Linked DNA regions of Gossypium hirsutum: region 2 is linked to region 1. Evidence: chromatin contacts called from public Hi-C data. All regions are on one chromosome and are shown on one strand. The core of a region is the stretch at or near the end of the contact, and the rest is flanking DNA. Distances in the headings are between cores, read along the strand shown. Region 1 holds the start of LOC107887344 (glutathione S-transferase DHAR3, chloroplastic). Region 2 holds the start of LOC107955915 (receptor-like protein kinase FERONIA).

What was found. Hi-C and Micro-C count contacts between places; a contact is called where the count stands out from the background.
Region 2: a Hi-C map of leaf shows a contact between it and region 1, with 1.5 times the contacts expected there. The contact joins the promoter of LOC107955915 here to the promoter of LOC107887344 in region 1. A contact is called at or near these places in 2 of 34 Hi-C or Micro-C datasets (both in leaf).

Annotation. Positions count from the first base shown.
Region 1 is chrA07:12,055,266-12,058,317 of Gossypium_hirsutum_v2.1, reverse strand. LOC107887344 (glutathione S-transferase DHAR3, chloroplastic) reads left to right here and starts at 1,407. Exons shown (of 6, transcript XM_016811545.2): 1 at 1,407-1,786; 2 at 2,607-2,697; 3 at 2,789-2,932. The coding sequence starts at 1,579.
Region 2 is chrA07:12,337,497-12,340,510 of Gossypium_hirsutum_v2.1, reverse strand. It overlaps LOC107955915 (receptor-like protein kinase FERONIA), which reads left to right and starts at 1,381. Exons shown (of 2, transcript XM_016891696.2): 1 at 1,381-1,386; 2 at 1,467-2,830. The coding sequence starts at 1,381. The coding sequence ends at 2,699. It overlaps LOC121232121 (probable receptor-like protein kinase At5g39030), which reads left to right and starts at 274. Exons shown (of 2, transcript XM_041117581.1): 1 at 274-851; 2 at 945-2,830. The coding sequence starts at 274. The coding sequence ends at 1,374.

The DNA.
Region 1 (3,052 bases), core at 158-2,657:
CACTTATAATTGCACTACTTGTCTAACTTTACATAATTATGAATTTGGTATTAACTGACAATGATAAGTGTTATGCTCTCATTTTTGAATTTTTTTTTGAATATCTTAAAATAATAATGTTGGTTTTTTAGCTATTTCTAATAGAAAATTATCTAGTTACCAAGTTTCTAAACTCTTTAAGTAAATTGGAGGGTGTCATCTATTTCATAGCATATAATAAAAATATTAAAAAAAATAAATATATAAAAAATCGGGTCACTTGTTACATTTTCAACGCTACTTGTGGAGCTTAAAATCTCCTCATATTATACATAAAAATAATTTCCTTTTCTAGTGTCTAGCTAATACTTTTAAGATAATTATTTAGTAGATTGTCAGTAGACTTATAGCAAAATCTTAGTCTCCCTTGTGAAGTTCAAAAATCCTATTATCTATGTACTGAATAATTATCCATATTTTTTTATGTTTATAAATGCATATATAATTTTGTTTAATGTAAAAGATAGTATATATGTATATATAAAATAATCATTTACTTAAGATAAGCATTTATACACTTTAAAACAGGCAGTACAAAGATTTATTGATAGAGTGTTCACCTTTCTTTAAAAATATCCTAATTTTGATTAATCATTTCACCAAAAAAATTAATTTTAAAATATTTACTAAATTTAAATAAATATAAAAATTAGAATGCTTTACTTTTTAAAAAATAAATATAATAATATATATTTTGCCATTTAAGATATTTCTATACATTTAATTACAATATTTTGAAGCATCGAAATTTAGAGAATAATTTAAGATATAAGCTATAATTTGAGGATATTCAATGAAATAATTCATAAATAAAATGAAATGCAAATGACTAGAACTAAAGCTGTCCATGAACCGGACTGAGGCTTGAGCCTGGGACCAAAGTTTTTAGAACTGAACCGGTGATCGAATCAATTCCTCTAATTCGATTAAATAAGTTATCAAAAAAAAGTCTTCAAATGAAAATTTGATTCGGTTACTAGTTTAGCTGGCCCATACTAATTCCTGAACCAATTGTACTGATGTCTCTCTTCGAACCAATGTCTCGATCCAATTAGTCTGATCTTTTAAGTTCGGTTCTATTCATTAACCATGTCTAGAATCTCAAACGATCCAAATAACTAGTTTTACTATTAAAAAATAATAATTTTGTATTATTTAAACAGGAAAACAAATCAAATCGAAAAAGTCCGAAATTAAAAAAATCTAAACTCAAACCTAACCGAAAATAGGCTGAAATGACTGGGCCAGGCTAGCTGCCCGGCGCATCAACACCGAACAAACAAATATTGAAAAAAATGATAGGCTAGGAAAATGGGCCACATAGGCCTGTAATAGGCCCATATATAATTAGGCTTTTAAGACAGAATTGGTGTACACCTTTACGCTTTAAAAATTTTGCCACGTGTCAAAACACAAAAACAGTTAACAGTTTGAACCTCCTATCACAAACAGCCTCCCAAAAAAACATAAACGGAGATAACCAAAAAAAAAGAAAATCCGCACTTTCAAACACACACACACACACAAAAAAAAAAAAAAATGTCGACGGCAGTAGCATTGTCTTCCTCACTTAAACACAATTTAGCTTTGGGCATTCGATTCCCTCAGAACCCTTCCTTTTACCATCGAAATGGACCCAAAGTTTCAACTTTTAGAACCTTCACAGTTGCAATGGCGGCCATTAACACTACTCCTCTTGAAATCTGCGTTAAAGCTTCTGTTACCACTCCCAATAAGCTTGGCGACTGTAAAATCTCTTCCTTTCTTTCTATGATGTTGTTTCTTTGTTTGTTTACTGAGAAAATGTGAAACAAAACAAACAAAGAGAAAAGTTCAATTATATTGTTCTTTGTATGTTTTGAGAATTCACTAATCAACTATAATTCATAAGGATTGAAGCTTTCTGATTTTGTTTTCTAATAAAGCATGGGAAAGAAAATTAGGGTCCAAAAGAGGAAATTTTTATTCTTTAGAATTGGGAAATATGATATAATTTTGACTGTAAAATCCCTTTCTTTCTTTCTTTCTATGATGTTCTTGTTTGTTTACTGAAAAAATGTGAAACAAAGAAAGAAAGAAAAGTTCAGTTCTTTTTTTATTTATATGCTTTATATGTATTTAGTTTTAGCTTGATTGCAATTTTAAAATCCTGAGAATTCAATTAATCAAATTATATATAATTCATAAAGATTGAACATTTTTTATTGCTTTTCAAATTAAGAATGGGAAAGAAAATTAGGGTCGAAAGGAGGAAATTTTGATTTTTTAGAAAATTTGGGGTAAAAGTATCTTGGAGGCAGTCAGATTGTATTATGCCCTCTTAGGTAAAAAAAATTGGGGGTAAATTAGTCTTTCTATCAGTCATTTTTGTTGAAAATTTCAATAGAAATGCATGAAACCAGAAGGACAAGTATAAAATACAAAGATTAATTTGCCCCATTTTTTTAGTAGAGGTGGAATATTGCAATTCAACTCCTACTAAAAAGGATTTCATGGTATTTTTATCGAAATTTTGGGTTATGGTGGAATATTTATTTATTCATTTATTTGTGAAATGTGTGGTTCAGGCCCCTTTTGCCAAAGGGTATTGCTGACTATGGAAGAAAAGCATCTTCCTTATGAAATGAAGTTGGTAGATTTGTCAAACAAACCAGAATGGTAATATATATATATATGTATATCCATGGAACACTGTAGACAGTAATGTGCTATGTTCAATATTTTCGTTTTAACAATGGGTTGAATTCAGGTTCTTACGAATCAGCCCCGAAGGGAAGGTTCCGGTAGTGAAATTCGAAGACAAATGGGTTCCTGATTCTGATGTAATTGCTCAGTCATTGGAAGAAAAGTATCCCGATCCACCATTGGTAACTCCGCAGGAAAAAGCATTGGTGTATGTCTTAGTGATCATATTGATGTTTATAAACTGTTTTTGAGTGAATAAGTGATGTGTTGCACTGCTTGCTGTATAGTATTGTTATCTTGTACTTTTAATTTCGATGCTTTGAGTGAT
Region 2 (3,014 bases), core at 132-2,631, 280 kb before region 1:
CAATAGCAGACTATTCTTTCCATTAGTTACCCAAATAAGACGTATGGGACATGAATAGGTCTAGTACAAGATTGAAGCTTAAATTGGTGCAATGAGCCAATGACCAAAGAAGGCAGTTTCCGTCTTTATTAGAAGACTTAAGCAAGTATCACGGTTTATTAGAATTTGATGAATTTTCTTGGCCTCTCCAGCCCTCTATAATTGCTTATAAATTAGGTTTTTCCTACAACATTCAATTAGTTATCCAAAAAGAAATCAATTGAGTCCCATGCAATGCTCACTTTTATTGTCTGCCTGTTGGTTCTCCATACTATAGCCATGGGTGACGAATCAGCAGCCTATACACCAACTGATTATATTCTCCTCAACTGTGGTGCATCTTCATCATCAGATTCTGTATCGGAAGAAGGCCGGAAATGGATCACCGATGAAGGATCCAAATTTTCCATCTTTTCCAAGAACACTTCATTTGCATCCACAGCCTCTAGGCAAGACCAGTCTATTACTCGAACTCCTTACATGACTGCTAGAGTTTTTCATGAGACATTTACTTATAGCTTTCCAGTATCACCTGGCCTTAAGTTTCTTCGTTTATATTTCTACCCGTTCCAATACTCTGGCTTTGATGGATCCACTTCTTTCTTCTATGTTACAGCCAACGATCACCTTCTCCTCCAAAATTTCATTGCTTATTTAACACTTTCTTCTGAGGATAACCAGGGAGCCTCGTTGATCAAGGAGTTTATGGTACCATGTTTCGAAACTGAGAAGCTGAATGTCACTTTTTGGCCGTCGCCCAACTCTTTGGCCTTTGTGAACGGTATTGAAGCTGTTTCCATGCCGAAGAACTTGTATGTAAAACACCAAGATAACTCTATATCTTTCGTAAATAGTAAGATTCCCTTTGACATCCCTGATGCTACTGCTTTTGAAACTGTTTATAGTCTAAACGTTGGCCAAGCAACCGCGGCTAACGTCAATGATACCGGAATGTTTCGAACGTGGCTTGACGATACACCTTATATCTTTGGAGGTGCACGGGGAATTACTCCTACTCGATCTAATGTTACAATCAAATACTCCAAAGACACCCCGGCATATACAGCTCCGGCTGTTGTCTACACCCAATCAAGAACAATGGGTAGGGATCCATATATCAATATGAATTACAATCTGACATGGAACTTCGATATTGATGGTGGCTTCAACTACCTCCTTAGGCTCCATTTCTGCGAGACTCTATTAGAATTTACAGAGGCAGGTCAACGAGTCTTTGACATTTTCATCAACAACCGTACGGCTCAAAAGGATGCCGATGTGATATATTGGAGTGGCGGTATAGCATTCCGGTGTATAAAGACTATGTTGTGTTGATTCCAAATGAAGGTCAAAATAAGCAAATTTTATGGCTAGCGTTAGACCCTGCTCGTTCGCAGTTTGTTGATGCAATACTACATGGTTTACAGATTTTTAGACTCAACAAATCCGACGGTAGTCTTGCTGTGCCAAATCCACAACCGAGTTCGAGTCATGCATCACGAAAACCAGGCAACAAGCAACCGAAGAAGGGCAAAGAGAATCTGCTTCCTATGAAGACTATCATTGGAGCTACCCCGGGATGCACAGCTACTGTATTGCTTTGCCTTCTACTTTCCATGATTTTCTGGCGAAAAAAACGTCATTCTTTTTCAATTCGAAAGTCGAAGGAAAGAAGAAAAGCTTCACCATTGCCAGACCAACTATGCCAGTGTTTTACATTAGCAGAAATCCAAGCAGTAACCAACGACTTTGACGATGCTTTCGTCATAGAGCGCGGCGGATTTGGTAACGTCTACAAGGGCTTCATCTCAAGAATCAAATCTGAAGTGGCAATCAAGCGATTGAACTCCTTGTCCCAACAAGGAGCACGAGAGTTTTGGATAGAAATCCAACTGCTTTCTCAGCTTCGATATGTGAATCTCGTGTCTCTAATCGGTTACTGCAACGATAACAACGAGATGATTCTTATCTACGAGTACATGGCAAATGGAACTCTCCGTGACCATCTCTACAACACGAAAAGGAATCCCCTGTCATGGAAACAGAGACTGAAAATTTGTATCGATGCAGCCCGTGGATTAGATTACCTACATTCAGGAGCAATTCATCGAATCATTCACCGGGACGTTAAGAGCACCAACATTTTGCTGGATGAGCAATATGTAGCTAAAATCTCTAATTTCGGCTTGTCTAAAATGAGTCCAATTAGCATGACAAATTTTCCACTTACAACAGTGGTAAAAGGTACTTTCGGCTACATGGACCCTGAATATTACAAGCGTGTACGATTGACTGAGAAGTCGGATGTCTATTCTTTCGGAGTGGTGCTATTCGAAGTGTTGTTTACTAGACTGGCAGTCGATTCAAAAGTAGAATATTCACAGATCAGTTTAGCTGATTGGGGTCGAAAATGTGTGGCGAATGAGAGTATTAATGAAAGCATCGATCCTTTTCTGAAAGGTAAAATTTCACCCAGCTGTTTAAGAACATTTTCCAATGTTGCAGAAAATTGTATTCATGAAAATGGTTGCGAAACGCGTTCCATGAATGATGTAGCAAATAGACTTGAGCTCGCTTTGCAAATGCAAGAAATTGAGGATGTTGAACAAAATTGTCAAGTTAGTGATGGAGCTCAGTCCCAAGTGAATCAAGATATCTAGTTTTAACAATTTATGTTACATGTTTTTTTTTTTTTGTTTATAAAGCATGTTTGCTTTACATAAACATATTTTCAATTAAGTTAATTACTTTGTATTCACTCAACTATTAGTAAATATTTTTTTTCATTCAATTATGAAAAGCTATAAAATAGTCATTTAACTATTTGACTTTTTCTTTTTTTAGTCACTAGTTTTTAAATTATTATCGGGAAGATTACTTGCAAACTTTTAAAATTGGCATGATAACAACTTTAACTGATCTAAACATTTAATATTGTGTTCATTTAGTCTTGATATTGAAATATTTAACCCTCA